Linked DNA regions of Mus musculus: all the other regions are linked to region 4. A link is a contact called in public HiCAR-type, HiChIP or PLAC-seq and promoter capture Hi-C data. All regions are on one chromosome and are shown on one strand. The core of a region is the stretch at or near the end of the contact, and the rest is flanking DNA. Distances in the headings are between cores, read along the strand shown.

Region 1 (4,790 bases), core at 2,283-4,782, 2.2 Mb after region 4:
TGGCCCTGGTGGTGTGGGGCGGGTAAGCCACTTCAGAAGGCCTGAGAGTGAGAGAGCTGGCTCTGTTCTCTTGCCAGTCTGGGCAGTAGTTGAGCTATCCACTACTTGGGGCAGTGCTGGAGAGTCTGTCCTGGTCATGTGGGTGTGGGAGAGCTGCTGGGCTAACCAGCTAAGCTACCACCCAAATCTGGATTTTGAGTTGTCTCACCCCAACATCTACACCACCTATGAACTGCTGTAGCATGTGAAGGGACTGGTCTTACAGATTAAAAACTGCAGGATTTCCATGACACAGGGCAGCAACAGGATATATCCAAGAGAGGTCCTGGTGAAGATCCAATATTGATAGTGTAGCAGAAGCCAAAGTCCTCGAAATGACCATTTGTAAGTAAAAAGTGTGGGAAAAGGCTATACTGTGGGACACACTACAGCTTCCACAATGAGATGTTGTTTGTTTTCTTTTGGAGGGTTGGTGCAATGATGGAAGGTGGGTATAAAGGGATGGGGAGAGGAATATGGGATTGGCATGCATGATGAGAAACTCATAAAGAACAATAAAAAATACTGGAATGTTTATTACTACCATAAGAAAAAGGCACTCATTAAAGTATTTAATAAAATGATAAATACATGACACATTTTAGCTTTACCTCCTTTCCTTATGAAAACCAAGGGAAAGACTAGGGATGTAGATCAGCGGTAGACCACTAACCTAACAGCGGTAAAGCCCCAGGTCTCTCTCTCCCAGCAATGAAGAGAGATTAACAAATCAAGCCAACAACATGATTCTACCTATCATCTCACTGGCAGAAGCTCTATGAAGCTTATGAGGTGGTACCATGCCAAGGTACCCAAAATATTTTCAGGAGAGATTAACTGGTGTTTTCGTATCAATAATTAATGACTGCTTGAGGTGTTAAGAGAAGGAAAAGCAAATATCTCAGCAACATACAAAGTAACAATTTCAGTGAGTTGAGTTTGGAAAATCAGAGAAGGTTTCCCGGGAATTAAGTAAACCTCAAAACAAAACAATGGCTGAAAAGCCTAGAAAGGTAGAACAAAAGCAGTTAAGAAGGAAGCAGGATAAACTTAAGTCCTGAGGTGTGGAAATAAGTCATGGCTTTGAGGGACCAGTTAGTTGCCTGGATGTTGCTTTAATATAGGTTAGGTGGAAGATAAAGTAGAGATCAAGGGCCAAAAATTGGGAATCTGACTGAATTTTTAAGGACCCTGGATTTTGGCCTGCAAACTGCAACCTAAAGAATGGATTAAAGTAAAGTTAATGATTCTAGTTAGGAAACTACTCCAACCAACTAAGTACAGAAATTCAAGCCGATGAGCCTCAAACCACCAGGCAAATGAAAAAGGAGGAGGAGGAGGAGGAGGAAGAGGAAGGAGAGGAAGAGGAAGAGAAGAAGAAGAAGACATCAAAGACCATACATTGTATGATTCCATTTATGTGAACTATCCAGAAAAGGCAATCTTGCAGAGATAGAAGGTGAGTTGGTACATAGGGCTTGTTGGTACATGCCTGTAGTCGCTTCACTTAGGGGATGGAGCCATACGTATCAGTAATTTAAGGCTTGTCATGCTCAGTTCCATCATATGTCTGAGGCTATTTGGGACTGTCAAAGAGAGACAGAAAACAGAGAGAAGAGGGATAGTAGTTACCTGCTGACATATTAAGGGAAGAGGTACTGTGAATAGGCAAAAAGGTAATTTTTTGGGCTATGGAACTATTCCTTAAAACTGTTTTTTTTTTTTAAAAAATTCATTTATTTATTATATGTAAGTACACTGTAGCTGTCTTCAGACACTCCAGAAGAGGGCATCAGATTTCGTTTAGGCTGGTTGTGAGCCACCATGTGGTTGCTGGGATTTGAACTCAGGACCTTTGGAAGAGCAGTCGGCGCTCTTAACCACTGAGCCATCTCACCAGCCCCTAAAACTGGTTTTCAATACTATTTAATTTACAAAAGTCATCACTGAACAAGTAAGTGGGGAGAAATCCACTTGTGAATGAAAAAAGCAAAACAAAACAAAAACAAAACATTTTTTTCCAGAGGGACAACAGGAACAAAGGGTATGTGGTGTATTGATGAAATATATAAGGGCAACTCAAGTTTCTAGCCTGAAGGGTAGAGGTGACATTGGTACTATTAAAGGGAAAGAAGCAAAGGAAGAGGTCATTTAGGTAGTCAGGTGAAGGGGCTGCTTATCTTAACTGTGTGCTAGTCTCCAAGCACTGGGTACCAGGAATCTGAGCCAGCCAGTAGCCTCCTTTGTCATGTTTACAATGTAATGTTCTCATTACAAAGTAGTAATGAGAAGCTAGGGTGGACAGAACAATTTTAAGTGAACACTGACTGTTTTTACGATCACATATAGATAAGAAACGCTTGATTTAGGACACATTTCTTTCTACTTGCTCTATAATAAATGAACTTACAGCTTACGTATCACGATGGAAATCTTGAGAAGCAAAAATTTTGGTTTTGCATCACTTGCTCCTGCTTATCAAAGAGCTGGAATTAAAGCATCATCGGAAAGTGACCATTACAAACGTAATCAAAGTACCGAAGTTAATCCAGGTGAAGCTCAAGTTAGTAAAAAAGCAAAACAAACTCACAATCCCGGTGATACTTTAAATAAATAATACTACAATTAAAAACTTTCACAATATAAATTGTGTCACAGAAAATTCGAATATAATGCAGCTTCCTTTTGGTAAGAGTGAGATTTGAACTGTCTACAAACCAATCTTGTTTGTGATAGCAAGATTTCGGCTATTATGTATGTCAAACAAGGAAAACATAACCAACAAGTACTTAAGGCCGTTTTGATTTGAAACATGACTCAGGAGTCATGGGTGTGGCTTCAAGCCTCTGCCTTCAGTCGCAGTTTTCTCATTTGTTAACAATGGCCAGGGCACAGTTGGGTAAGTTTTGCTATTTTCACTGGGTTAATGATTCTCAGTATACAGAGAAGGGCAGGGCAAGGGAAAGGACAGACACCTGCTCACTGCAGTCTGCCTAAACGCCCACAGTCAACAAGCAGGACTGTGCAGGCTTCTGTAAGCCGGGCATTCCAGGCTAGTGGTACAGCAGCTCCAGAGTTTGTTCAACAACTCAAAAGGGAGGTCCGCGAGGGAGGACCATTTAAGACCTTCTCGCTTCTGACTGCCTACCTTCACTGCGTACAACTTGCCGCCTTTCTGTCCCAGGTACACTTTCCCGAATGCACCACGGCTAATGGGCTTCACTATGGTGAACTCCTCAATGGAGGGTGGTCTTGGTACCGGGATCCTACTCACGCACTCCTCTATCGCCGCACCTCCTTCATTCTCCTCACTTGCCGAGGCGGACTCCATTGCTGCACAGCTCGCCCTGCAGCAGCAACTCCCGCCAGCTAGATTCAAAAGGTTTCGCCTACGCCGGACGCCTCCCGTGACGTCACCGCGCGTCTGCGCTCTGCCGGCTCCCTGTAAGCAGGCATCGACGGGTGGGGGCCGGCGGCACTGCTGGGCGCAGTCTGCGGAGCGCTAGGCGGAGCCGGCGGCGCTGCCGGAAGGGGCGCTGGGCGGGGCTCAGCCGCGGATACACGGGCTGTTTTTGTGACGAGGCAGTGCATTCTGGCCAATGAGCAAGGGACTAAGACTTTATGTAGTCTGGTGGGGTCCTTCCGAGTCTCAGTCAAGATCTGCAGTTCTCCCTCCCTCCGCATGAGCTAGAAGCCAGGCCGACTGTTAAGTAAAGCAATGGCTAGGGATGATGTGTGGAAGCTAGCGAAGCCACAGAATGTGGAGAGCCTGGGTGAGCGTTAAGTGCGTTTGACCGCGTACTGAATTCAGAAACAGAGTAGGAGCGACTAGAAGAACATCCAATTTATTGTGGAGGTGGTGATAGGAACCTCGAAAAACCACCCCAAAGTGACAGAGTCCCCGGAAGAGGCGGAGCGCTGACGGGCGGGGGCGGGGTGAACGCGGAGGCTTGCTCCGGAAGCACTGTACCTATGGTCTTCCGGGGCAGATGTCGTCGTAGCAGCTGTCGGGAGGGGAAGCCATTTTTTCGTTTCTGGGAGGAGTAAGGGAGAAACTGGGAGAAAAGCAAAGAGAAATAAAGAGAAAATAAAAGGGCTCAGCCCCTTTCCTCGGAGCTGAAGCTAAGAAGCAGTTTCGGCTGGCCGGTAAGATCTCGAGGGCCCGGAGATGTTCTCCCTGTCGAGCACTGTGCAGCCTCAGGTGAGCCCAGCATTCAGGCGTTTTCCTGCGTCCCTTTTGCGACTTTTCCCCGGATGCTGTAGTAGAATCGGTGTTTCTGAAGCAAAATTAGTGAGGGAAGCGACGAACCCTGTTTGAGTCGCAGGCTGAAAAGGAGATCAGGGGACAGTGCTGAGACTATGACCTGACACTAACCGTGGTGAACATCACATAGCGTATCCACTGGCTTGCACAGAATTTCTGTTGACAATTCAGGGACTGTTTAGGGTTGGACAGTCTGAGATGGGGATTTGTGAAATCTGCGAGAAAGGTAAAGAAGACAGTGTTCTTTCCATCCATCTATTTCTGATTACCCTTTTTTCCTTTCAAGCCGAATTTAGTTCAAACATACTCTAATAATTCGAATAGCATCACAATTTCTTTCTTTCTGGGTAGAATTAACTTGTGCACATTTTTGAATCATTAGATTCTTGCAATTAAATTTTAAACATTTTTTAAAAAATCAGGACCCAAATTATGTTAATTTTTCCTTGTTTCATTAAAATTTGTTTTCTTTTTGGGGGGGAAGGTG
Region 2 (4,816 bases), core at 1,706-4,205, 2.9 Mb before region 4:
ACCAGGACTCCAAAAGGGGTGTAACACCATTAATGGACTTGGTACAAGCCATCCTGTGCAGTTTACAACAAAAGGAAGGTAATATGGTTCGAGAAAATATCTTCCAAAACATTTTTTTATGAATTAAATTTCCTGAATTTGTGACTAGGTGGAAGAGGTATTGCAGAACCGCCCAGCTGCCATTTCCATATAGGATGGGCCTTGTGAGGAGGTTGGGAATCCTTAGTGGTGTTTAAGGAATACGCTGGCCACAAATCCCCATCCTTCCCAATAATGAGTGAAGGTGGACAAGGAAAATTTGCCATGAAATTAAATGGCCTTTTCACTGCTGATGCTACATTGCTGGCTACCTTTTTGCGTCTGTTTAAAACTGTAAAGTCATCCAGTGTTCCTTCATGTGTCTCAGTTTTACCTGTAGGACGAGGGCTTCTAGCTGATTTCAAATTTGGTTTGACTGGAGGTGTCTGAAGGACTGGTCGTTTGCCCAGTACTAGTGTCCGGTAATTTTTTCTCACCCTGGCACCAAATTTATATTCCCCATCCTCAGGTTTTGGAGATCCTAAAGTGCATGAGAGGCCCTGACTCTGAGCCAGTGGATTTAAGGAAGGCGTTTCTTTCTCAGGGCATGCAAAACCTTCCTTGGCTGTGGGTACCAAGGCGTCCTCCTCCTTCTTCTCAGTCATATTGTAAAACTCACCCTCGGCATCATTGCACTCCCACTTTAGCTTATTTGTAATAAGCTCAGGTTCATATTCTTCATTAGCACTACTGTCTTCTACTTTGATTTTAATATTGTGCAGAAATGGCAATGTCTTGTCACCTGTACCAGTGCAGAGACTCTCAGCTTTAGTTGCTGCTGCTGCTGCTGCTGCTGCTGTTGCTGTATCCACTCTGGGATCACTTTGAAGAGAGGGTAAATCCGTAGCAAATTCAGGACAATGAGGGATTTTGGAATCTTTTCCTGAATTTGCTGTTGTTCCACACGAATCATTATTTAAGAACCTAGCAGCTATTGTGCTGTTTTCTGCACAGTGTGTAGTAGGAGTTGCTTGTAGGCATTTCCTAGCCTCTCGGAGTATTCTTTGTTGTGGAAATACATTGTTTGTCTTTGGGCTAGGTGAAGAGGCCCCCTCTGCATGGCAGTTAATTGTCAGGTCAGTTCTCTTTACAGTACTGGATATTTCAGAGTGTGGGAATGTAATCTCAGATACCCTATCGTTTCTTATCTCTGGGAAACAACTCCCCAAGCTGGCCGGGCAGTACACCGGAGTCCCTTTGGGAGCCCAGCTCTGCAGACTCCACTCCTCTGGTGACTCGGCTTTGACACTACTCTTGAGGTCGGGAAGTCGGCCGGCATCCTCGAAAGCAGCGGGTTTGGTTGCAGCGGCGGCGGAGGCCAGATGGTACAAGAAGTTGGCCTGCGCCTGCACGCTGGGAGGCTTGCAGAAGCTGGTGCGCCTGAAACGGATGCTCTGCACTGACACTTGGCTGGACCCGGAGCTGGAGTCTGACTCGGTGGAAGAATCCTCCTCCTCCGAGCTGATTTCACTGGAATCCGAGGCCCCGCTGCCCCCCTCTTCCTCCTCCTCCTCTTCCTCCTCCTCCTCTCCTTCCTCCTCCTCTTCCTCTGAGGACACCGAGTTGCTGGAGCTGGACAAACTGGAGCCAAAATCCGAGTCATTGGCTGCATGGTCGGAGTAGGAGCTGGACTCGGAGTCGCTGCTACAACTCTCGGGAAAGCTTCCTAGATGGGGTTGCGGCCGGTGGTGATGAGAGGGGTGGTGACTCGGCGTTGGCTGCTGGGCTCGGTGGTGATGGTGATGATGATGGTGGTGATGGTGATGGTGGTGGTGGGGAGGCGGGCAGAAGCTGTTGACCAGATGAAACCTCTCCAAGCAAGTGGCCCCGGCCGCCGCCGCCGCAGCAGCAGCCGCCGCTGCTGCCGCCGCCGCCGCCTTGGCTTTGTAGGATCTGGGCAGCAGCAGCAGGCGCCGGGCTCCGGCGTGAGGCGGGAGCAGGCAGTTCTTGGCGCCCCCGCGCTTGCGCTTGCAGCGGTAAGTCAGGCTCACTGGGCCTCCCGCGCCGGTCGCCGCCTTGGGCTGAGGCCCGGCAGTCTGGTAGTAGGCGGCGGCGGCGGCGGCAGCAGCAGCGGCGGCGGCGGCGGCGGCGGCTGCAGCCGGGTGCTTGCTGCACAGCAGGCTCCGAAAATAAGCGGGGTCCGAGTGGAAGGCGACGTAGTTTCCCTGGAGCTGGGCAGTTTCATAGTTTAAAGAGGATTTGCAAGGCGAGCGAACGATCTCCGGGTAGTGGGAGCCCGGGTATTTGCTAAAAATCTGAGGTAGATGGGCGGCGGGGCGCGCGGCGGCGGCGCCCGGACGCTGGGACTGCGCGCTGATTGGCAGGGGCCGCGCGGCTCCGCTCAGGCCCCGCCAAAGTTGGTGCTTGTCCTTCCAAAAAGCCGGGCGGGGGCTGGCGGCGGCGGCGCGCTCTGGCGGCGGCGCCTTTGTGGCCAGGGCCCGACCGACTCTCCTTCGCTTGGTCTTGAGCACACGCTCGGTTTTGCAGGATGTGTAGAGCGCTTCTACGTCTTCCCGGGAGATGAGCGTGCATTTGGCCGCGTGGAAGGCGATACTGTTGATTGCTTTGAGTTTCCGCAACTCCTCCAGATCGCAGTGGTGCTTTTTCACTTTCAGATGATCCATGCGCTTGTGCACGGTCGTCCTCGGGATGTTTTTCAGCAGATCTGTGAAGACTTGGGAGAGAGCAAACATTTGCTTCCCTTTAATGATGAGGTAGCCGAGCCTCACGCCATCCACCTCTTCGAAACCTGACTTCAGGTCTCCCATCTCGGGCACTAAATGATCCCCACCATTTGCAGTAAATATATACGTGACGCATACATACACATGTATGTATGTTAATCCTCCGCCAGATGCTGCGTGTGTCTCAAGGCATCCTGCTAATAAAATAACAAAGACTGTTATTCCCGGCGAAGGGAGTGCCAAACTCTAGGCGAATTACTGGGGGGTTGGGGGGGGGGAAGAAAAACCCCAAGAAATTACACTGACTTGATTCTCGCTTTTTTTTTTTTTTTTTTTTTTTTTGGTTTTCGTTTTTTTAAAAAAGAGGGAAAAGACCATCCGGTTTCAGCTCTGCCAGTGTGTTGGTCTGAGTCCTCGATGCGGATCAGTACCTGGGCCCCGCTACTCCTTCCTTCTCCATTGGAGCACTATGATAATGGAATGTGAAGGGAGAAAGAGAAAAGAAATGCAGCTGCTATTCCCGCCGCTGCTTTAGCTACAAATAAAATGACAGAGTGAAGTGAGCTCGTCCGGAGACACCTTCATCAATTAATTCCCCTAAAGCCAACGCTGATTGGACACTCCTGACAGGTGATGCAATAAAAATTGATATTCCACCCCTTCCCCCCAAAATCTCCTACTAATTAGCATACCCTTATACTGCCACCTCCCCTCCCAAAGTAAATAATACAGCCGGTATATAAATCTTTCCATTAAACTATCGGAGCTCAGAAACAGCCTGACTCACAGACTTCATCAGAAGCAGTGTATGTACGAGAGAGAGAGAGAGAGAGAGAGAGAGAGAGAGAGAGAGAGAGAGAGAGAGAGAGAGAGAGAACCGTATATTCCCCTTTAAAGAAATACTGCCTATTTTTGCTTTATTTGCATTTTACCGATACAGCTATTATCGTTTCAAAGGAAAGCATTTAAAAAACATTATCAAGCTCAAATAGATATACCCCACCCTTCTTTTCTTTGGAAAATGAAGCTTAAGGGAAAACGTGCAGAATAGCCTGGTATTTCCCTTCTGGGAGTGGAGGAGACTGGCTGGGAGCTCTAAAGTTAAACCCTGAGGTGACCCAGCCCAGTACAGACTTACGTTGGCAATTTCTCTCGAGTCCCCCCACCCCCCATGCCTTTTACAACCAGAAACAAAGTTATTTGACCAAGAAAGCAGTTCGAGGCTCCACCTCAGGAACATGTAACAATTCAATTGGATTTCGCTTCTTTGCTGAGGAGTGGGGCAGGGGGAAGGTAGTTTCTCGTCAGGCCCATAACAAAGCACAGATAAGCCAGAGATGAGTACACTTTTCACCATTAACTAGCCTGGAGTAGAGGTGAGGTCATTCTAGAGTGCCCAGCACCGGCCTGAGCTGGAAGCTTGTCCACAGGTCCGAATTCCAGGGAGCAGATACTTCCTTCTGCAGCAAAGGGAAGGAAAGGGACGGCTCCCCAAGGTGATCCCAGAAGTTTTACATAAAAACAATGAAAAGAAAGTGCTGCTCTATGGCGCAGCGGACCATTTCAGTGGTTGGTGATGGTTTGACTGGAGGGTTAGAGGACTCTTCCACGGCTCCCATGTTTCCCCTGTGAAAGCCAGACATTTGTCTTAAGAAAAATCACTTTGGATGAAGATCAGTCTGCTTTAACCTCTTCTTAGTCACTAGCATGGTTTGCTGTCGTTTTCAAGGATATCCAAAATATTGCCAAGTGAGAGGAAGGGTCTTTCCACTTGCATTTGTAGGATCTCAGATGGGTGGTTGGCTGCTTTGCAAAATTCAGCAAAATCTTCTGCATTTGTAACTCCAGCATAAATGCAGCCCAGGCACCTACATGTTTCCTCCTTCTCCCAAAATAGACACATCTGTGAGGTTAAAGAGTGAACGGATATTTCTGAACCTGTAAGAAAAAAAAAGCACAATAATTTCTTTCTTCATATTCAAAAGTTCCAGTTTCCCCTGCTGTGATCTGGCCAGCAGGAGCAGGTATGACTAAAAAAAAGAAAAGGAAAAGAA
Region 3 (5,486 bases), core at 2,417-4,916, 2.1 Mb after region 4:
GGTGGATTTCTGAGTTCGAGGCCAGTCTGGTCTACAAAGTGAGTTCCAGGACAGCCAGGACTATACAGAGAAACCCTGTCTCAAAAAACCAAAAAAAAAAAAAATATTTTCAATATGTGTATGTGTGTGTGCCTGTTGTGTGAGTATCTGCACACATGTGCATGTGCCTGTAGAGGTCAGAGGAGTCATATCTCCTGGATCTGGAGTTTCTGGTGGGTGTGGGCCCCATAATGTGGGCTCCAGGACTCACCTTTGGTCCTATAGAGGAGCAGTGCAGTTCTTGACTGTTGAGTGAGCTCTCTAACCCCAAACAAGACCTTTTCTAAAAATCAGATGTATTTATTCTTTGTTACCAGTGTGAGTGTTTTGCCTACAAGATATATACCCCACATGGCTGTGTGGTACCAGAGGAAGTCAGAAGAGGGCATTGGATCCCCAAGAACTGATGTTACTAGAGGTTGTTAACCCCTGCATGAGTGCTAGGAACCAAACTTGGATCCGTTGCAAGAGCAACCAGTGCTCTGAAGTACTGAGACTAATCTCTAGAGTTTTGTTGTTGTTGGTGGTGTTTTTTTTTTTTTTTTTTTTTTGTGTTAAAGACAGGGTCTGTCAATATGACTGTACAAGAATACACCATGTAGACCAGGCTGGCCTTGAACTCACAGAAACTTGACTGTCTCTCTGAGTGCTATGATTAAAGTCATGCAACACCATCTCTCTTTCTATTTTTAGCTGAGAATCTCACTATTTTGGAAATGCTTGTTTGAACTCCTGAGTTAAGGGTGTGATTCTCATGTCTCTGTTTCCCTTGTGTATGTGTAAGCCAGAGTACAACTTTTGGGCATTAGTTCTTGACTGCCAACATGTGGGTTCTGGAAACTGAACTCAGGTTGTTAAGTTGGTGGCAAGCACTTTTACGCACTGAGCCATATCACTGGCCCTTGACTCATTACTTTCAAAAAAAATTAATTTCTTTAAGGAATATGTGAAAAATGTATATGTCTATGTGATCATATATTTTATATCTACATATATACATACATTCTATAATATTTAAACTAGGTTAAACACATCAATTTAAAACAAGATATTTAAATTTTTTTTTTAATTTTTTATTAGGTATTTAGCTCATTTACATTTCCAATGCTATACCAAAAGTCCCCCATACCCACCCACCCCCACTCCCCTACCCACCCACTCCCCCTTTTTGGCTCTGGCGTTCCCCTGTACTGGGGCATATAAAGTTTGCGTGTCCAATGGGCCTCTCTTTCCAGTGATGGCCGACTAGGTCATCTTTTGATACATATGCAGCTAGAGTCAAGAGCTCCGGGGTACTGGTTAGTTCATAATGTTGTAAAACAAGATATTTAAATATTTTAATAATTGTTTTTTAATGAGTATTAGTGTTTTGGGTACATGTTTTGGGTATATCTATGCCTGGTACCTAAGGAAGCAGGAAGAGGGTGTCAGAGCCCATGAAACTACAGTTACAGACATTGTGAGCCACCATGTGGGTGCTGGGAATTGAACCTGGGTCTTCTGGAAGAGTGGTCAGTGCTCTTAACCAGAGCTATCTATCTCCTTGAATTTTTTCTTTGAAATAAAAACATCACATTTTCCTTCCAGTTTTTGAAACATACCACACATGATTATCTAGTCATTCCACTATATCACATCAGAGCTTCTACTCTTATCCATTTATAACTTATTCCCATGAGTTAAATTCCCACAATTTTCTTCTACTTCCTGCTCCACATCTTGGTAACTATCCTACGTGCAACTTCTCTCAAGTAATAGGCAGCTGTGTTAGTTTGAGTTATTATTGCAGTGATGAAACACCATAACTCGGGATGCAGAAGCAGGTGTATTTCTGAGTTCGAGGCCAGCCTGGTCTACAGAGTGAGTTCCAGGACAGCCAGGGCTATACAGAGAAACCCTGTCTTGAAAACAACAACAACAAATTATAATAAATAAATTCAGTGCAATCACTGGCAAAATATGCTGTCATTAGTCTGTCATTAGTAACTAATGATCTACAGAACCAGTAGGGTAGCTCATTACATAAGTCTAATGAGCAGTTGTCGAAATCAAGTATTAAAAATAAACACCCAACACTTTTTCAGAATATATATACCTGAGTATACTAGGAGTGACTGAGAAGCACCCAAGTTCAAGAAAAGAGTAGGTGAGGCAAAGATAAACACACAAAGCGTTCTCATGTTGAGAAGGTTAGAAAACTTGTGTTTCCCTTTTACATGATTAGGACAAGTCACATATTCATAGCAGGTTTTATGATTTGACTGACACTCGCTTGCTAAATCATTAAATTTTAGGACCTTGGGCAAGTCAACTATCATTTCCTCATCTATCAACACCTTACAGTGCTTTTGAAACAGATCATACGTTTGCCAAACATCACACATATGAAGGCGGTGAAGTACTAGGGAGCGGTTCTCTAGTGAAGCCTGCGTTCCTCCAGTGCCTTTGGTCTTTTTGATTAAACGATCAGTGAGTCCGGAACTGTTTCTGGGGTACTTTTGAATACAGGCCGCATGAGCCCTGAAAGAACTCTTCAGACGACACTGTTCTCAATACCCAGATAAACAAGCTATGTCAGAGGATTCCTTTCTGCTCGAAGCTTAAGAAGTACTTCGGAGACGCCCCAAACGCAATCCGGAAGAAAGGAACTTCCGCCACACACAGGAAGGGTGGGCTACAAGGAAAAACCGAACCGGAACCGGAGGGGGACTACGCCAGCCTACAGAGGAAGGTGTCCGGAAGCGCCGGGGGACTACAGTTCCCATAAGCCCGCGGGGGCAAGGTGCGGGGCAGGCGTCGAGACAAAACGGACAGGCCTTGCCAGTCATTTGGCTATATCAAGGTAAATGCCGACATCGCGGCTCCAAGGGAAGAGTGACTTATAGTTCGCAACTAGATTTTTACGAGTAATCTTCCCAACCCATCCTAAACCGACAAAACTGACGTTCCCAGCGGGGCGTCCTTGAGATTTCCAGGCCACGGCACTCTACGCCTGCGGGGAGCTTCCTAAGTGCCTACAACGCGGGCATTACGTTGTTCACCGACCATCTCCATCCCTAGCCTCCGGCGGAGCTGGACGTGGCTGTGCCTGTCTCCTGGGCCTGGAGAGTGGGTAGTGGAGGTGTTGCGCAGCAGGCCGCCACCGCTCACCTTTGCTCTCTCCGCGGCCACCCTTGGGGCCAGACGGTGAAAGCTGTCCCAGACTTGGGGGCCAGGGCTAAGCCCTTCCATCCTTGCCCTTAATCCTCCCTTTCTCCCCTTTAGCGTGTTGTATATCCACAGAAGAGGTCAAGTGCCTTCTCCTAGGTCACAGAGAGTAAATGTCAAAAGAAGTTTTGAAGCCACTTTTATGATTCACTCCCTTCTCCGGTTTAACCCCGAGGCTAGGCATTGAGGACCACCGACTCTTGTGTTTTTCTTTTCTTTAAACACTAGCGGTATCCAGGGGCCACCTTTAGGACCTGGCATAGAATCCTAGCGCGTCACCAGGCTTGCTGTCCTCAGCCCGAACATAAACAAGCACCGGGTTCTCCACAGACCAACCCCAGCCGGAGCGCCTTGCAGCCTCTTTTCCCCTCCTCTGAGAACGCGCAGCCCGTGCACGTCACCGCGGCGGAGCGGGTGGGTGGGGTTTGCTGCACGGCGGCCGCGGCGGCGGAGGCTAGTGGGTCCTCCGGTGACTCTGGGGCGGGGCTGTGGGGCGGCTGCCCACCGACGGCAGAACTTCTCAGGAATGGGGGGTGTGATTGGTTGGCCGGCATCTTCCGGGTGGGAGAAAGGGTCCGCTATCACGGGCGGCTCAACCTCCAAGGCCTGCTGCTAGAGATGCTCTTCCTCGCGGTGAGTTGTTTGGCTGTTTTTGTTGGCTGGGATGTACTCTTAGACACGCCCCACGAAGGAGGAAGGAACCGGGCCACCTGAGTTGATGTGGCCTTGATTGGGCAGGCAAAGGGGAATTGACCAGCTATGCTCCTGTCATTAATCCGCTGCTGCGCTCGGTGTTCAGTTTCATGCAGGCTCTTGGGGAAGCTGGTGCTGCTGCTGCTGTGTGATTACCGCGGACAGACCTTGGGACCGAGGCCGGCGCTGGCAGCTGGAGATGGCGGACACACCGTCAGTGTATGAAACCAGATTTGAGGCGGCCGTGAAGGTGATCCAGAGTTTGCCGAAAAATGGTATGTGCAGTGGGCTCTAGGTAAAAGACCTTTTCCAGCTGCTTCTAGTCTACCTTATTTAGCGCCCCCTCTCGCTCTGTCATTAAAAGAAATGTAATTGAAAGAAATGTAATTGAAAGAATGGTATTGAATGCTAATTAATTACCGCTGATTTTTGAGGCCAAAGGCGACGTATTATCTAGGTTTTAAGTAGTTTATATTCTTGAGAACAAGTCTTATCACTTAATGACTGTGGATTTGGGAAAGTTAAAAAACAAAAACAAAAACTGGGGAGGGATGTCTGGTGCTACCTAACTCAAAAGTGTAATCCGAACCTTCAGAAACTTTGATATGAAGCGGAAAGGAAAGGACAACTATATTCTCGTGTAAAATGATTATTTTGACTATGATGTGTCAGGTACGGTTTTCTTTGTGTGTATCCTGGCAACAGCTTGTAAAACTTTTTATAATTTTGTCTGACCAGTGTTAAGGATTTTTTTTTCCATCACTAAATTTTTTTTTCAGTGTTCTAAATAGAGAAGCTTGGGAAGAGAGACTTTTACTTTGAAATTTTATATCCATTTGCATTGTGATTTACTTTTCATAATAAATTAGATTAAAATTATCTTAAGCATTTTTATTGTGTGTGCTAGATTTGTAGGCCAAGTCAAACATAACATTACTATATTTGTATAGTATTTAATGTCTTCCCACTTTTCTTTTCTTTTTCTTTTTTTTTTTTTTTTTTTTTTTTCGAGACAGGGTTTCTCCGTGTAGCCCTGGCTGTCCTGGAACTCACTTTGTAGACCAGGCTGGTCTCGAACTCAGAAATCCGCCTGCCTCTGCCTCCCAAGTGCTGGGATTAAAGGCGTGTGCCACCATTGCCCAGCTATCTTCCCACTTTTCATGTATCATCATTTGGCTAAAAAATTAGTAGTAAGCATAGTTCATTCCAGTAAGAAATTTTCCGGAGGCATAGTTTTGGAAGCTTGTAGGGCATGTGTTGGCATGTACAAAGCCCTTATTTAGTTCCTGCACACCTTCAGAATCAGTGGCACAGGCTGCTTTGCGATGCCAGCTTTCTTGGAGGATCAGGAGGGCTGGAGCTTTGATTTGGCAGTGGATCACTTGCTTACTGTGTAGAAGCTCTAGGCTCCATGGTGTTGTCTATGTTTCACTTTGTATTGGAGGAGAACACAGTGAAGACTAAAGGGTAAGTCCAAATAAGCTGAAGGAAGGAAGGAGTAATAAGACCAGTGTGGTGATGGATGCCTTTAATCTCAGGACTCCAGA
Region 4 (5,218 bases), core at 675-3,174:
GCTGTAAGTACACACCGCTTTCTAGTCAAGTACAAGATGAGTCTACGTTCTTGGTTTGAGAGCAACCCTTAAACAATAACAACATACACACATATATTATCAAATAAACGTTAGTTCTTGCAAATACAATGCAAGCAGCATGCTAATTAAAGTGTTCACAAGACAATGACAAATAAGGTTTTAGGACCACAGCATATATTATTATGTAACAGCAATACCCATTAAGCAATCACCAGGCTGTAGGTAGGTCTTCCAAAAGGCGTCATTATGGTTTACTGTGATCAGAGGATTGTGGTGTCAAGACTTAATCATGCTTTACCTGCAAGCAGGTGTTTACTGATATCAAAAAGTAGAAAACTAATTATTGCTGTAAACCTGAGGCTCTGTCCAATAAACTGTAGCAACACACAAAAAGCCCCCACCACACAAACTTTCTATCCCCAAGTGAAGTAAACTGTGAAGCAAATTTTCTGCACGTTTTCTTAGCCAAAATTTAACAAAATGTCCAAATCCACATGTTTAGCACTAGCCATGTTCCAAAGACCATGAAGAGAAAAATTTACAACAGAGGCAAAGAAATAGTGAGCTCAGGAGGGCGGGCTCACTGGAGATGTGGCTACTGCCATCACTGTCGTCTCAATAGAGAACAACAACGTTCAGCACCTTTAACAAGCAAATTACAGGAACTATATAAAACAAAGTAAATACGATAGAACCATAACATAAACTCCACGTACACCAGCTCAAAATCAAGGAATAAAGGAATAAAAGACACCAGAGCAAGTGATGCCAAAAGTGAACAGATTTTCTACAAATTCTGTTCGGGTGGCTCAAAAAAAAAAAAAAAAATTTTTTTTTTTTTACAAGCCCTAAGTAACTTCTCAGCCAGCCGTTCTCTGCACTTCAGTGAAAGGCACCTGCCACCCACAAGAGCCCACAGAACCGTGCAGCGGTATACGGGCCAACTGAGCTTAATAAAAGAACAGCAAAGCCAGAAGATTTCCAGGAGGTTGGAATTTCAACACCACAGGTGTTTTCCAAGACTGAGTCTAAACCGTCCATGGAAGCCTTCGATTCCCACCCAAAGCTGCTATAGGCACCACTAGGAACCAGGATCCCTTCCCATCTGAGTCGAAAACATTGGATTCCGGCCGCACCAAAGAGTACCACCTGCCCTCGCCACAGAGGATGTAACACACACAAGAGTTACATAAAGCCAGCCCCAAGCTGACCAGTGTCCAAAACACTGGAGGAAAAATGGATGCTGAATATTACTGGTCTCAGGCTTCTCGGGAAGACATGGAAGACTGCCCCCTGCTCAGAAGGGTAACCAGGATTCTGGCATGTAAGACAGACTTGCCCCTGCTAATTAATCGCTAAAGTCCCTAGAAACAGTCCTAGGCCAGGTTTCACCTCCCTCCAGGTCAACTGGGGCGCTGCCACCAAACAGCTGACCGACCGACTCAATGGCAGACGACCCCGTACTCTCAGCACGCTCACAGACATGAGCCACCGCCCAGCTAGCTGGCTTACCTCACAGGCAGAGGCCGCCCCACAGGCCTTGAGTTTGTCACCATCTTCCTCAGGCAGACCAGTCCAATGTGTGGCCATCATTTCATTTCAAATTGTAAAGGGACAAATCCTTTGGAGTCCACATTGGAGAAGTGCCACCACACACCAAACGGGAAGCAATTCCACAGCAGATTCTGAGGCGATGAAGGACTGGTCAAAAAAACGATTTGCAGGAAGCCCCTTCAAATACCTTCTTCAACAGACTTAGCCCTCTTCATTTCTCCAGTCTTAAAGTTCAAGGGCGACAGGTTTCCTTGGCAGGTAGGGTGGAAGCCAAGTGCAGAGAGAAGAGGTCCGCTTCCAGGCGGTGTTACTCGGAGGCCAGAGAAAAATCAGCTTTCGGAGAGCCTTCCTGGAACAGGGAGAAGTTAATGAAGGACATGAACTTTCCCCAGGCGCCGATCTTTAGCCTTGCCACAAGCCCGGACCAAGCTCCCCCTCTCCCACAATACGAAGAAGTAAAGTCTACTAAGGTGAATCCTCTCATGCAACAATTAAAAAAGAAGGAAAACGCCTGAAGGTCGGTTAGAGAAAGAGAACGAGACCTCAGAACTGCCCCGGTGGCTATGTCAAACACGCCTGGCTGCTATGAAGCCTTCGAGAAGGGGGGAGAAAAAATCCCGATTCAAGTGCTGCATTTCCTGGGCAACGCCGAGGCAGTGGGCTCATTCTGCAGCACCCGGACACCTACTCTTAAGCGAAGTTTTCTCCGCACCGGGTTAGACTCGCAGACGCCCTACAACTCCCCAACAAACAAACAAAAAGCCAGCTCGGACCAGGGCGGGCGTGGGCTCGGCGGCGTCTGTGGCGGCGGCCGCCCGGGCCGCGGGTGACTCCGGCCGGCCGTGGCAGCCTGCCCTGCGCCCCGGCCCGCGCCCCCAAGGAGACGGCTGTTTTCCTTGGCCCGCGGCGGGGATGGGTGGGGAGGCGTGCGGCCGCGGGTGGGACGCGGCGCCGCTCCCGCTCCCGCTCCGGATCCCTAGCATGCTTCGGAAGAGCCGCGGCCCCGGCAACTCTCAGCTCCCGGCTACGGCCCCCCACCCCCGAGCCCGGCTCGCCCTCCCCGCCGGCCACCTGAAGCAGAGGGGAAAGCGACGAGCAAACCACCCACCTACCACTATTTCCTCCGCCCCTTCCTGAGGCGGGTCGCCGGCGCGGGCTCCCGGGAAGCGCGGCCGGGGCGCGTGCGGGAAGCAAGGGCTCCGCTCGGCAGCTCGGCCCGCGGCGGGGCGCGCTAGGCCGCGGCTCGGTTAATATTCATGAGGCGCCGCCCCTCCTCCGCAGCCCGCCGGACCCCGGCGCCCGCCGCTCGCCTTTGTGCCCCGGCCTCCCTCGCTGCACACACGCGGGCGCGGCCTCCGCGGGCCCGCGCTTCAGCCCCAGGCGGTGAGAGGAGCGGCCACGCAACGGAGAACGCGGGTTAAGGGTCGGCTCCCAGGCAGCGCCGCGACCTGCCCCGGCCAGCCTCGGGCTCTGGGCGCCGCGGGAGGGCGTGGGGCGGGGCGGCGGCCGCCGCACTCAAGCCTGGCCGGGCCGGCCGGGGCCCCACGCTCCCGCGCCCGCGATCGCCGAGCGCGAGACTGGCCGGGCCGGCGGGCGCGCGAGCTGCTTCCCGGGGGCGGACTGCTCGCGCCTTCCTTCTGGATCCACCTCCTTCTACCCCACCTCCTTCCCCTCCCCTCCCGGGGGACGCTCCGGGGCGAGGAGTTTTCGGTCTGCAGTCACCCGGCCCCGGGAGCCAAGCTAGAGGAGGAAGACGGGCCGGGACAGGGGTGGTGCTCGCCAGGCCCCCTACAACCTGGGCACCCGCTAGCTCTTTCGTCCCCGCACCCCGACGCTGGGCACACAACTCCGGCTGCTTCCCGAGCGCCGCTCCGGGAGCGAGCACATCCCTGCAGCTGTCTGCCGGACAGGTCTTGGGGGACGGCGGCCCCTTTTTTGCAGCGGGTGGGGCGAGAAGCTACGGGATGTGGAGCTTCCAGATAAGGGAGTGTCCCTGCCCGCCGCACTGCAAGGTAGCTTCCTGCGGTAAGCAGGGACTGGGTGGTGGCGGTTACGAGTCATTCAGAATTTTTTTCTTGTTTTTTTTTTTTTAAAACCTGCAGGGCGGCTGAGCGATTAGGCGCGGCTAGCGGAACCGAGCGGCGGTGGCTGGGCTTTCCCCACGCTCCCGTCACTAGTTAAGCCGCCAGCCCCGTGGCAGCCGCTCCACAGCCCACTCCCGGGCCTGGGCTCTGACCCGAACGGCTGGCTCCGCCCTGTTGCACCTCATAACATCTCCCGCTGCAAACCGTCCAATCCGGTGACGCTACGACAGTATGCGACCCAATCAAGGGCTACCGCTCAAGCCTTCTACCCCGCCCCTCAGCCTCCCCTTCCCACTCCATCTCGGGAGGTGGCTCACCAGCTCTGATCCCTAGAGGAGCCTCTAGCTCTGGGGATAGTGCTTGGCACCTCTTCACCACCCCACCCCTGTCCTCTCCCCGTCTTATGCACACCCCCCCTCCAGGTCTCTGCCCTGCTGATGCTGTTGAGGGTCCTTTCGATCCTCATTGACAGCTTTTGTGTCTGCCACCATCCTGAGAGAACAGAACAAAAACCAAGATGCTGTGGAACGTGTTACCTTTTTCATCTTTGCTACAATTGCCTTCTAAAGACTCCTCCTCCTTTCCACACCCATCGCCTAGGGTCCTGTTTCTTGTGGAGGTTTTTGAAAGAGCACTCAGGAGCTGATAAAGAAGAAACTGAACCTCACTTTATTGTTCCTTACAGTGAAAGAGGGCAGACAGAATTTACAACCAAATCCAGGCAGAATTTACCACCAGAACCTGACATTTAGAGGAGAGAAATTAACTAGATCTTTTTTTTTTTTTTTTTTTTTTTTTTTGCAGTAGCCATGAAATATGTAAGGTGTGACTGCCCCTAACCAAATTAACCAATAGCCAGGGTGATAAATAATAAATAAATGAAAACAGAGCCTACTACTGTATATTTGTGATTTACTGAGTAGCAGCATGCAGGTCGATGGCAGATCTAGGTATACCCTGCCGTTGGGTAAAGCAGCAAAAACTGAATAGAAATATAACATTCAAACAGTTTATCCCTGGTGGGCTTAGGGAAAAGTTCACATCCACCACTGACAGATGCAAATGTGTGTGCATGGCATAACTGAGTGCCTAACAGCTGAGCATATCTACAAGGTTTTGATCTTACAAATGTTGGTTTGGGGAGAAGGTTTCCTTTTGGTACTGGAGAAGAAAAAGTTGCCAGTAAAAGGAAATAAAAGTCATTATGGAATTATGGGTAAGTAACAAAATCTACAGATGCAACATTTCAGTCAAAGGAAGTACCATGTGAGAACCAAGATTCTATCTAGGGCCTGGAGAGATGATATGTGGCTCAGCAGTTGAAACAGTTCCTGGGATGCACACCAGCCAGCTCACAAACACCTGTAACTAAAGTTCCAGGAATACCCAACACCTCTGGTTTCTGAGGGTACTTGTATTCACTGCACATAAGCACACACACACACTTAAAGTCTTTTTAAAAATACTACCATCTATCTTCCTCATTTTCCATGTAATGGGGCAAATGTTTACTTGTTTGTAAGTACTAGAGCTGATCAGGACCAATGGCAGCCAGCATC
Region 5 (5,036 bases), core at 1,965-4,464, 2.1 Mb after region 4:
GGGCTGGCAAGATGGCTCAGCGGTTAAGAGCACAGACTGCTCTTCCAGAGTTCCTGAGTTCAATACCCAGCAACCACATGGTGGCTCACAACCATCTGTAATGGGACCCTCTTCTGGTGTGGCTGTTTCTCCAGCCTCACCCCATAACTTTAAAACTCCATTCTTTTTAAGGAGCTGAAGAAGCTTTCAATAAGATCTGCATTTAATAACTCAGTTTAAGTACTAAACTCAGCAGGGCCCAAAGCCCAAGAACTAGCCAAAATAACTTCTCAGCAAACAGGGCTGAATTTTCCAAACATAAGAAAACAACAAAATAATTATCATGGTAAAACACACAGCAATCGTCTCACAGTAAGTATGACAATTTTTCTCCTCAGGCATGGTGATTCATGTTTAATCTCAGTAGATGAGACAGAGAAGAGAGATCTCTGTCACCCAGCCTAGTCTATGTAATAAGCTCCAGACCAGCCAAGATGGCATAATAAGACCCTGTCCCCCATCTCACCCCCCATAAAAACCCTTTCCCACCTCAGCTGGGTATGGCAGCTGCATGGCACCTGGAAGCTGACAAGAGGATAGAAAGTCAGCAGCCTGGTCTAGAATGAGATTGTGTCTGAAAACAAACGCAAACTTTACACACAAAGAAAAACAAATAGCACAACTACTTATCCTAATCAGCACTATTACCAATTAAAGTGGGTTGCTTTAAATTGTGTGTCTATCCACTTTTTAATTGTTTGTGGATGTGTCCATGCACTCCTGAGTGCAGGACCCCATACATCCAGAATAGGGTGTTAGATCCCCTGAAGCTGGAGTTAGAGGTAGTTGTAACCTGCCTCATACAAGTGCTGGGAACCAAAGATGCAACAAACCCAAGGTTTTTCATACTAAAATAAATAAAAGATGTACATTTTTTAGTATCTATAAAATACAAGATCACCTTTCTATTTCCACACTATATCCACATTTCTGTATGATTTTGAAATAGGTTTAAACTCACTCATCGTACCTATGTGTATGCATGTGTGTATGTGTGTATGTGTACTGAATGTGTGTTTGGTGCCCACAGGTGTCAGAAGAGGACACGGACCCCCTAGGATAAGGATGGCTGTGAACCACTATGAGGGCGCTGGGAACTGAACCCGAGTCCTCTGCAAAAGCACCAACTGCTCTTAACAGTGGTTAAGGCAGCCCTTCTGCTGCTTAAAATGTGTTTTTAAACAGCCATATAGTTTTCAAAACCAAGTTATACAGAAGACACAGGAAGCATTCAACAAGTTTATGAGTAGATTACCAAAGTCAAAGGCTGGAAACGAGAGTAGGAAGACAAACTCCTTGGAGTACCACTCCAGATAGAATGTTACTAATATGGAAAATGACAAATACTCAGACAAGTCTCAAGACAGCATCTCCTTCTGAAAACAAAATCTACAGGAATCTGCTAGAACAGAAATTAGCCGCTCTTGAAAATGATAATCACATGAAAGGCACTTTAAGAAATACTGCAGGTCCAAAGTACAATATTCCTTATTTTTCAAAGACTGTTCTGGTTTTGCCTTATCAACAAGAAATGAATTTCTATTCTCATTATCTGATACAAAGAATTCCACTACTGTATTTGCTTCTAGTGAAAACTGTTAATTTTTACTCAACCATAGGGACAAGTCAAACTACTACATACAATTCACTTACAATCGCTGATAAACACAAGCAAGCATGGCATAGTAAAAGTGCCAAGAATTTCCTGATAAATTAAGGAGCAATTCTATGTTATGACTTAAAGACTACATAATGTTTGCTAATCTACTTTATTCATATTCTTCTATGTATTAACTCAGTATAGAAAGAAATCTCAGAACATAAGCAACCACGATAACACTACTGCGTTCAAGGCCAACAGTCCAAGAACATTTAGAGGAAGAAAAGTATTTAACAGATTTCCCACTGAATTTCCCTATGAATCATTCGTGCTTTATAATAACGAGTATACATTATGCTAAAGCGGAAGTAAATATGAGGAGGTGGAAGAGGAAAAGCCCAACTTGAAAATCGCCAAGCACGCATTTTTCCTTCAATTAAAAGAATTTTAATATGGATTTTATCACACCCTCAGCAGTCACTCTCCGCACTCGATTAGGAGGTCTGTACAAATGTGACTCGTGACAATTTTTTTAAATAAATAAAAGGCACACCCTCTAGGATGAACTGACATAATCACCCTCACCCCACCCTCCAACGACACACACACACCCCACTTTTCCTTCCCTGCCCATTCCTCTCGCAGCTGTCCCAGTCCTAGGCTCATCACACCGGACATGGGGGCGACAGCGAAGTCTGAGCTCCAAGGAGACCAAGGGAGGCTGCGGGATTTCCAGGGGGACCTCAGCCAGGACCGACCCCAGCCAGGGAAGGCTGTGGGGGGTCTTAGGAACCAACCGCAGCCAAAAGAGGCAAAGCTGAATACAGCCCGACTAAGAAGAGCGGCCTGCAGTGAGCGGAGACCGGGAAGGAAAGACTGCCGGGAGCACGTCCCGGCCTGGGAAGGCTGCAGGAAACAGATCCCTGGCGGGGAAAGCGGCGGGGTTTAGGCGCAGACCTCAGCCAGGGCAGGTGGTGGGGAGCACAGCTGGGCCGGGCAGACGGCGAGAAGCAGAGCTCGGCCGGGGTAGGCTTTAGGGAGCAACGCCCGGGCAGGCTGTGGGGAGCACAGGCGGCCCCGGGCAGGCTGCGGGGAGCGGCATCGGGTCAGCGGCGCCCGCGGCGGCCCTGCTCCTCACCCATTTTCTCAAGGCGGCCACTTCCTGTATCGCCGCGGCGGCCGCCGCTCGGGCTGGGGCGGAGGGTGGCGGAGTAGGGCAGTCCCCACGGCGCCCAGCCTGCCTGTCGTCCCAGCCGCCCCCGCCGGCCGCTCAAGCTCCTCACCTGTATATAGTTGTTTTCACAGTAGTCCGCCACCCGGGTCAGGTTCTGGTAACTCTCTATCAGCGCCCTCTTGCCAGACGGGATCTCCTCCTCTAGTAACATCTGCAGCTCTGCCATTTTCCACCCCTCCGCATCGCTTCCTCTCGCATTAAAGAGACAGAGGAAGCTGAGTCCGCCGGGGACCCGAGCTCCGCACAGACCAGACGCCAACCACCCACCCTCCCTCCGCCGGGTATTGTGGGACTGCACCTCCTCCTCTTCCTCCTTACTCTCCCCGCCTCCTCCCCCCCACCCCCTCCACCCAGGACGCACAGCCGCCACAGGCTCACTTTCTCGCGAGAATCATTTCCCCCATGACAACGGGAGTCCCCCACCCATCCACTATAGCAATGCTTTCTGGGAATTGTAGTTTCTTCCTGGCTAGGCCGCGCATGCGTCTAAGGAACTTCCAAAAACTAGGAAGACTTTAAAAAAACCAATACAGTTTTAAATCTTGAGAGTCTTCTTAAGGCCCCAGAAGATGGCGCCACAAGTTGATCTAGACAACGAAATTTTTCCTATGAGAACATTGAAAATTGGCAGAACTTACTTAGGAAAGTCAGTAAGTCAAAGGCATCCAATCAGATAACGATTAAAAATAGAAATCTGAATCCTGACTTCCTCAATTTTGTAAGAGAGACTTTGCCTTCTTAACTTATGCCCCAATTCATTTAAAACCCTGAAAACTATCAATTCTCAGATGTACATCATGCAGTAGTGCTTGATATTGCAGAAACAAATGAAGCAAGGATAATTTGTACCCTAAAGAATTGAAAGAGGGAGCTGGCGAGATGGCTCAGTGGTTAAGAGCAGTGACTGCTCTTCCAAAGGTCCCGAGTTCAAATCCCAGCAACCACATGGTGGCTCACAACCATCCGTAACGAAATCTGATGCCACTCTTCTGGAGTGTCTGAGGACAGCTACAGTGTACTTACATATAATAAATAAATAAATCTTTAAAAAAAAAAAAAAGAATTGAAAGAAAGCCGGATGGTGGTGGCACACGCCTTTAATCCCAGCATTTGGGAGGCAGAGACAGGGGGATTTCTGAGTTCGAGGCCAGCCTGGTCTACAAAGTGAGTACCAGGACAGCCAGGGCTACACAGAGAAACCCTGTCTTGAAAAACCAGGAGGAGGAGGAGGAGGAGGAGGAGGAGGAGAAACTACAGAAGAAGAGGAAAAAATAAGAAAGAAGGAGGAGGAGGAGGAGGAGTTTTTGTCTTGCATTGTACAAAATTGTTTTGTTCTTATTTCTTATCACTTGCTCTGCAAATGTCTCAAAGGGTCTTTGACAGTATTTCAAGCTGTCATATCACCAGAACTATTAAATTATTTTGAAATAATAGGCTATGAAAAGAGTTGCCTAAATTTAAATATTATTTACAGACCTATATTTCCAGTCCTCTCTGGGACTCACTGAGAATCACAATTTTTGAAGTAACAACAGTACTCAGCAAACTTTTGGAAATTGTTGTTGAAAACAATGACAATAAATATTGACAAAGACATGGGGAATGGCAAATCTTAGACACTGGTACCAGAAATGTAAATTAGTTCAGCCACAATGGAAACCAGGGTGGAAGTTCCTCAAAAAGCTAAAAATAGAGCTAACTAACATATGATTCAGCCCCACCACTTCCTGGTATATGCCCAAAGGACTGTATGTTTACATACCACAGAGATACATGCACATCTGTGTTTATTGCTGTTCTCAACAGCCAAGATCTGGGCCCTCCACAGGTGTTCATCGAGAAGGACTGCATTCGTTACTTTTCTTTGTTTCCTTTTGTTCCTCCCAAATATTAAAACGTTACACGTGTGAGAGTATGTCTGTTTGTGGGTGTGTGCACATGAGTGTAGGTGCCTGCTGAGACTAAACACAGTACATGTCCCTAGAACTAGAGTTATAGGCACTTGTGAGGTACCCAACATGAGGACTCAGAGCTGTTCTCCAGTCCTCTGCAAAAGTAATACATGCACTTAAGCACTGAGCCATCTCTCCTGTCCCCCTTCATTTATTTATATATTATAATTTTAATTAAGATATAACTATATATAATATATAATTTTAAATT

What was found. HiCAR-type assays count read pairs that join an accessible place to other places. HiChIP or PLAC-seq counts read pairs in DNA pulled down with a chosen protein or histone mark. Capture Hi-C pulls out chosen DNA fragments and counts their contacts.
Region 1: a promoter capture Hi-C map of liver shows a contact between it and region 4, with 2.5 times the contacts expected there. The contact joins the promoter of Mastl here to the promoter of Arhgap21 in region 4. A contact is called at or near these places in 2 of 39 promoter capture datasets (embryonic stem cells and erythroid cells), 1 of 115 datasets of contacts at active chromatin or transcription factors (astrocytes) and 2 of 9 other capture datasets (adipose tissue and liver).
Region 2: an H3K27ac HiChIP or PLAC-seq map of embryonic stem cells shows a contact between it and region 4, with 7 times the contacts expected there. The contact joins the promoter of Skida1 here to the promoter of Arhgap21 in region 4. A contact is called at or near these places in 1 of 39 promoter capture datasets (erythroid cells), 1 of 484 Hi-C or Micro-C datasets (cerebellum), 4 of 115 datasets of contacts at active chromatin or transcription factors (astrocytes, embryonic forebrain, embryonic hindbrain and 1 more) and 1 of 9 other capture datasets (adipose tissue).
Region 3: a HiCAR-type map of astrocytes shows a contact between it and region 4, with 9 times the contacts expected there. The contact joins the promoter of Acbd5 here to the promoter of Arhgap21 in region 4. A contact is called at or near these places in 2 of 115 datasets of contacts at active chromatin or transcription factors (astrocytes and pro-B cells).
Region 5: an H3K4me3 HiChIP or PLAC-seq map of embryonic stem cells shows a contact between it and region 4, with 6 read pairs. The contact joins the promoter of Abi1 here to the promoter of Arhgap21 in region 4. A contact is called at or near these places in 2 of 39 promoter capture datasets (embryonic stem cells and hippocampal neurons), 4 of 115 datasets of contacts at active chromatin or transcription factors (acute myeloid leukemia, embryonic stem cells, pro-B cells and 1 more) and 1 of 9 other capture datasets (liver).

Annotation. Positions count from the first base shown.
Region 1 is chr2:23,152,492-23,157,281 of GRCm38.p6, forward strand. Mastl (microtubule associated serine/threonine kinase-like) reads right to left here and starts at 3,533. Exons shown (of 12, transcript NM_025979.4): 1 at 3,188-3,533. The coding sequence starts at 3,370. Yme1l1 (YME1-like 1 (S. cerevisiae)) reads left to right here and starts at 4,014. Exons shown (of 19, transcript NM_013771.5): 1 at 4,014-4,240. The coding sequence starts at 4,208.
Region 2 is chr2:18,045,494-18,050,309 of GRCm38.p6, forward strand. It overlaps Skida1 (SKI/DACH domain containing 1), which reads right to left and starts at 2,956. Exons shown (of 1, transcript NM_028317.3): 1 at 1-2,956. The coding sequence starts at 2,846. The coding sequence ends at 117.
Region 3 is chr2:23,065,406-23,070,891 of GRCm38.p6, forward strand. It overlaps Acbd5 (acyl-Coenzyme A binding domain containing 5), which reads left to right and starts at 3,667. Exons shown (of 14, transcript NM_001355637.1): 1 at 3,667-3,879; 2 at 4,046-4,214. The coding sequence starts at 3,865.
Region 4 is chr2:20,965,797-20,971,014 of GRCm38.p6, forward strand. Arhgap21 (Rho GTPase activating protein 21) reads right to left here and starts at 1,925. Exons shown (of 24, transcript NM_001081364.3): 1 at 1,534-1,925. The coding sequence starts at 1,614. Gm13375 (predicted gene 13375) reads left to right here and starts at 3,078. Exons shown (of 2, transcript NR_033225.1): 1 at 3,078-3,587; 2 at 3,678-4,552.
Region 5 is chr2:23,037,027-23,042,062 of GRCm38.p6, forward strand. It overlaps Abi1 (abl-interactor 1), which reads right to left and starts at 3,215. Exons shown (of 11, transcript NM_001077190.3): 1 at 2,923-3,215. The coding sequence starts at 3,039.